Regions from separate parts of the Canis lupus genome. Here region 1 is linked to region 2. A link is a contact called in public Hi-C data. All regions are on one chromosome and are shown on one strand. The core of a region is the stretch at or near the end of the contact, and the rest is flanking DNA. Distances in the headings are between cores, read along the strand shown.

What was found. Hi-C and Micro-C count contacts between places; a contact is called where the count stands out from the background.
Region 1: a Hi-C map of blood shows a contact between it and region 2, with 2.9 times the contacts expected there. The contact joins the promoter of TNRC6B here to the enhancer-like site in region 2. A contact is called at or near these places in 4 of 9 Hi-C or Micro-C datasets (amygdala, blood and skin fibroblasts).

Annotation. Positions count from the first base shown.
Region 1 is chr10:26,053,798-26,056,497 of UU_Cfam_GSD_1.0, forward strand. It overlaps TNRC6B (trinucleotide repeat-containing gene 6B protein), which reads right to left and starts at 1,323. Exons shown (of 25, transcript XM_038550487.1): 1 at 1,100-1,323.
Region 2 is chr10:25,829,505-25,832,204 of UU_Cfam_GSD_1.0, forward strand. It overlaps TNRC6B (trinucleotide repeat-containing gene 6B protein), which reads right to left. Exons shown (of 25, transcript XM_038550487.1): 15 at 1,635-1,766; 16 at 1,272-1,367; 17 at 900-1,095. Among named protein-coding and RNA genes, the nearest start is that of ADSL, 39 kb to the left of the region's middle. Within about 2 kb of position 1,262, at least 3 of the 20 cell types and tissues checked have an H3K27ac peak or open chromatin away from gene starts, as enhancers often do. A contact at or near this core is called in blood, where this site is marked.

The sequences.
Region 1 (2,700 bases), core at 73-2,572, 220 kb after region 2:
CCTCTCGCCAATTTTGTTGCATAATTTCGCTTAGACTGTAATACAAATGACCAACTTGAAATTCGTCTTATTCCTCGCACAATTTCTAGCATAGATGCTAAAGAGTAATAAAACAGCCAAAGGATCCACGAAGAAGCAAGGAATCTTGAGACCGAGGTCGGCACACTCTGCCTAGAGAACTGAGGATGGGCTGGTCCTTACTTAAGATGCCCAACAAGCAGCTACGGTTACGGGGCGACCTCGGCCACTTTGGGGTATCTGGCCCCCCGTGGGCTGACAAACCCACTGGTTTGGACCCAAGGGATGCCAACTCAGGGGGAGACAGGAAACACTCCTGGCGCCGGCTCGTCCCATTTCCTCGTGGAAAGCCTGGACAGCCTCTCGAAGGTGGCCACGCCGCAGGGCTCTGGGATGAGGGGCGCGACACCCCCTTCCCCGGCCCGGATTAATCAGGGGAACGCGTCCACGCTGCCACGCAGGTCCCGCGGTGCCGCGCAGGCAGCCACCGGGGCGCTCGGGGGCCTGACGCCTCCGTCTACCTGCCCCCCAGCCAGGCAGGGGGCCCGACGCGCCTCCGAGGGCCCCCCGCTCTCCGCCGCCACGGGGAGCCCCTCCCCGCCCTGGAGGCGCCCCCCCGCCCAGCGACGGGAAGCGAACCCGACTCGACCAGCCCACCCGGAAGCCCTCCCCCAGCTCACACCTGCCGGCGCGTGACGCCCAGAGCCGCGCGCGCCCGCCCGCCGGCCCCGCCATTCGGGGCGCCCCTGCCCTGCGCGCGGGACGTCGCCCGCGTCCCTCCCCGACCCGGGGTCAAACCCACCGCACGCCCGCCCCCACGGAGCGCGAGCTCCACGCCGCCGCCGCCGCCGCTGCCGCCGCCCCCGCCCCCGCCGGGGCCCGCGCGCGCTCCCGCCCCCTCCGGCCCTGTCCCCGCCGCGCGCGCTCACTCGCGAGGACACGCACACGCTGCGCCTCAGCTTGACAGGCCGGCCCGCGCCGCGCGCTCCCGCGGGCGTCCTCGCCCACCCGGCCGCCCCGCTCGGACTGGGCGGTGCGCGGGGGAGGGGAAGGGCGGCAGTGGCCGTCGGTCCTCACTCACCGCCGAGCCGCGCCGGCTCCGAGTGCGCGGCGTTCCGCTGTGAGGCGATGCGCTGCGATGCGCGCGGTCCCCGCTTCTCCGCAGGCTATGGAGGCGACGTAGTAGGGGGACTGAGGGGGCGCGGGGGGGTCACTCCCTCCCTCTTCACCTCCCAGAAACACGGGGACCCCAGAAACTAAAAACAAAATAAACAAACTTTCCCCTCCGCCTCCCTCCCCCAAAACCACAACACAAACACTCGGGGGCCCGCCCAGAGCCCCACTCCATTGGCCGCAGGGAGGATGCTTCCGGCTCTCACTGGCTGGCGCTTGTGCCCATCAAGCTGCTGTTCCGCCCCTCCGAGTCCTCGCCGCTGCCGTCGCCCCTCATTGGCCAAGCGCTTCCCGTTTGACGAGCTAGGATTGGCTGAGCCGCCTGCGCCAATCATTCGGGGACACACCCCCTCAGCATCCCAGAGGCCGCTTCCTTGGTCGCGGACCCGGAGAGGCGAAGGGGAAACTAGAGCATGATGGCGGCCGAGCTCACTTGGCGCAACCATCGTCTTTTTTCTTTTTTTAGCTCATGGGTGCCTCGCCCTCGCGCTGTCTCCCCTGAGCTCCTCTCTCCATCCAGTATTGCCTAATAACGGAATCTATACGCGCCGGCTCCTTGATTTATCCCCTTCGAAGTGCTGAGTGTGGGCTGGTTGTGCGTCATTGGACCGTCAGAACGTCAGTCCTTAGTCACATCTTCAAGCTATTGGCGGAACGGCCAGAAGCCCCGTCCAACAACAAGGACTGGTGCCATTGGTTCGACTCCACAGAGTTCTTTCCCGGTACCTTATTGGGCCGGGAGGCGCGTCAGTCAGACCTGGATGCTCCGTGCTCCGGGTAATTGTTTGCTTGGGAGTTTGGGGGACTCCGGTCGTTTGGCCCGCAGCTGACGATGATACTGACTGTCGTTTATTTTGTGCCTCCTTTGTGCCAACGACTGTCCTCAGTCCTTTACAGGGATTATCTGTTTGAACCTGTGGGTTTTACATTCTCTGAATTTTACAGATAGAAACGAAGGCTCTAAAGAGAATTAGGACACTTGCCCAAGGTCACCTAGATAGAAAGTAATTGGTGAACCTGGCACTGGTCTTAGGAGGCTGGTTCCAGAGCCTTCGCTCTTTTTCACTGGCGCCTCTCCCTTCGTCCCGCATCTTACCTGCCTGCCAACACAACGTCTTAAAAACGTTTCATTCCGAAAGCAAGTTCCCCCGTCAGTCTCTGGAGGTGACATTGTGGGAGACTAAAGTTACGGAGAGGTTGTTACTGCCGCCACCGCCTTCTCCCTGGCACCCGTTCCTCCCCACCCTAAAGTAAACCATCTTGGTGTTTCCCGACCAGAAGCCCATCTACTTCTGTGTTTATTTTCTCAGCTTTATAAATGAACATTTCTACCATCCTTGTGTGCCAAGCCTACCTCCTCAACCCTCCCTCATCTATCTTCCAGCTCCCTCTTTGGAGAGAGAGAGAGAGAGAGAGAGAGAGAGAGAGAGAGAGAGAGAGACTTCGAGAGCCAGAAACAAGGAGAAGGAGAGTTTAAAGAGAGATAAAGAATAAATTGCTTTAGAGATA
Region 2 (2,700 bases), core at 12-2,511:
TTTAAAGAAACAGTGCTGTTGGCGAATCTGGAAATTAATTACCTTAAAACTTATGGCATCCTTGAAGTCTTTGTTCCTCTCTGCATGTGGACACCCCACAAAACTAGAGCAGAGAGCAGGGCCATGTGTCCAGGGTCACTCTGCTTCATAGGAGCATGGATTTCAGGTCTCTTCCACTCTTATTTTTGAGTTTGCAAGAACGGTATCTTCTTTACCAAAATAAACCCTAAATTTTGTCATTCTGAGGAGAACCTGCTGTGGTGTGTGGTATCTTTGAAATGTTTACATTTTATTTTTAAGTCACTGTTGCCTCACTGATTGGATTGTGCTTACAACATGTTCCCTGGTCTGAAAGAGCTACGACTTGCCTGCCAACAAATTCTTGATGAATGTCAAAGGTATAACCTTACTTGCGCTAATTCTATTTAACTCAAATGAAATACTAATATCAGAAGAATTCATCAGTTTGCCTTATAAGCTTCATTTTAGTTCCCCATTTTTCCATAAGAAGAAACTTCATCAGTAGGGCTAAATACTTCAGTTTGTACATATTTTAAGAGATTATAACTTCAGATGCACGTGGCACTCACAGCGCGTACAAACATTTTAACTGGCTTTTAAAAATTTCTGGTGGTAGAAGAGCAGGTTGCCATTCCTCAAATGTAAAAGACTGCTTCGGACCCAAAGAAGTCAGAGGTGTAGCTATGCGATTTACTAATTGTGTGGTGAGTTTGGAAAACCATCAAAACTCTAGGATATCAGCTGTAAGACAGGGATAAGAATATTTATCTCTTTCGTGTGGCTGCTGAGAGGAAGTAATGTAGGACCGACCTCTACCAGAGGCTCTGTATACAACTGGTGTTTTTTTTTTAAGGTGATTTTCATTACTGACAACTTACCAGAACCATATCCAGGTATTGGCCCTTTGGTTTGAAGGTCTGGGAGCCCCACATTCAGAGCGTTGGGTACCATGTTGTCCAGATGTGGCTTGGGCCCAACAGGATGAGAGGGTGAGTGCTTCATGCCAGGCTGCCTCTGCTGCTGCTGCTGCTGCTGTTGCTGCTGTTGCTGGAGAGCGCTCACCATTCGAGCCAGCTGGAAGCCAGGAGTCCGGGGCAAGGGGGAATTGGAGGGAAAATGGACACAAGATAAGCCAACATCCTGCACCTTCCAGGAAAAGACTGCATGTGGCTTATGTTTTATTCTTAGAGGTGAAGTGGACCTGCAGTCCTCACACAGAGCACTAGAGGGACCCTTTCAGTTCTGCATACCTGCTGCTCTTGCTGCTGGCGCACAGCTTGAGAAAGCTTCCTCTGGTTCTGTAGCAACTGCTGCTGTTGCTGCTGCTGCAGGAGAAGCTGACATGCCTACAAAACAGGGAGGAGATAGAGGAAAAAAGTTTCCTAAGCTGTGCTTACTGAGACACTCGATGGGGTACTGCACCAAAGTGCAGTGGCTGAATCAAGTGTCTAAAGGGGAAGTCCCACCAAGTTCCTGGTCCACTGGTGGCATTTCCCTCTAGCTGAGCTGATATATTAACACTTAAGCATGCATAAAACGAAGCAAATCAAAGTTAAATGGGAAAAAAAGAAAATTATCTTTTTTTAGCTATAAGAGGAAAATCTGCCACTTACCAACTGAAACTGGGGAATTTGTGGAAGCTGGCTCAGCATGGCAATCTGTTGAGGAGATAACTGGGGCCCCACATTGAAAAGACCTGGATTCAGGCCACTGTTGGGAAACTGCTTGAGCATGGAGGCAGAAACCTAGCAAGGAAAAAAAAAAAAAGCATCTTTCAGAACTTACCAAAATAAAACTCTTTTTTTCTGTAAAAAGGTCTTAATAGATCTAAAGCAAGCATCAACAGTTTTCCTTGAAAACTATTTGTGAAAAATATTAAATGATCAGGAGAAATACACTAACGTGTTAACAGTGGTTAATCTCTGAGCACTGAGATTGTAAGAGCTTTTAGGGGCACCTGGCTGGGTCAGTCGGTGGAATGTGCAACTCTTGATTTGAGAGTTATAAGTTTGAGCCCCATGTAGTGGGCAGAGATTACTTAAAGATAAAATCTTAAAAAAGAGTTTTTAAATTCTCTTCTTAGGCTTTCCAATTTTTCTACAATAAAAGTTATGAATTTGTAATCAGGAAGACTTCTGGAAGACAAAAAGTTTTATTGACAATATGATTTTTGCCTGAGAAATTGTTACTGGAAATGGAAACAAAATACATTAAACTTCACCAAGCTAATAAATAAAGGCCTAAAAGAAAGTATTTTGGGGGCAGCCCGGGTGGCTCAGCAGTTTAGTGCCCCCTTCAGTCCAGGGCCTGATCCTGGAGGCCCGGGATCGAGTCCCACATCAGGCTCCCTGCATGGAGCCTGCTTCTCCCTCTGCCTCTCTTTCTCTCTGTGTCTCTCATGAATAAGTAAATAAAATCTTAAAAAACAAGAATTTTTGGGATCCCTGGGTGGCGCAGCAGTTTAGCGCCTGCCTTTGGCCCAGCGCGCGATCCTGGAGACCCGGGATCGAATCCCACATCGGGCTCCCGGTGCATGGAGCCTGCTTCTCCCTCTGCCTGTGTCTCTGCCTCTCTCTCTCTCTCTGATGACTATCATAAATAAATAAATACATAAATTTAAAAAAAAAAGAATTTTTGTTATACAAATAAGAAAATATATTAACCTGTAAGTAAGAGACA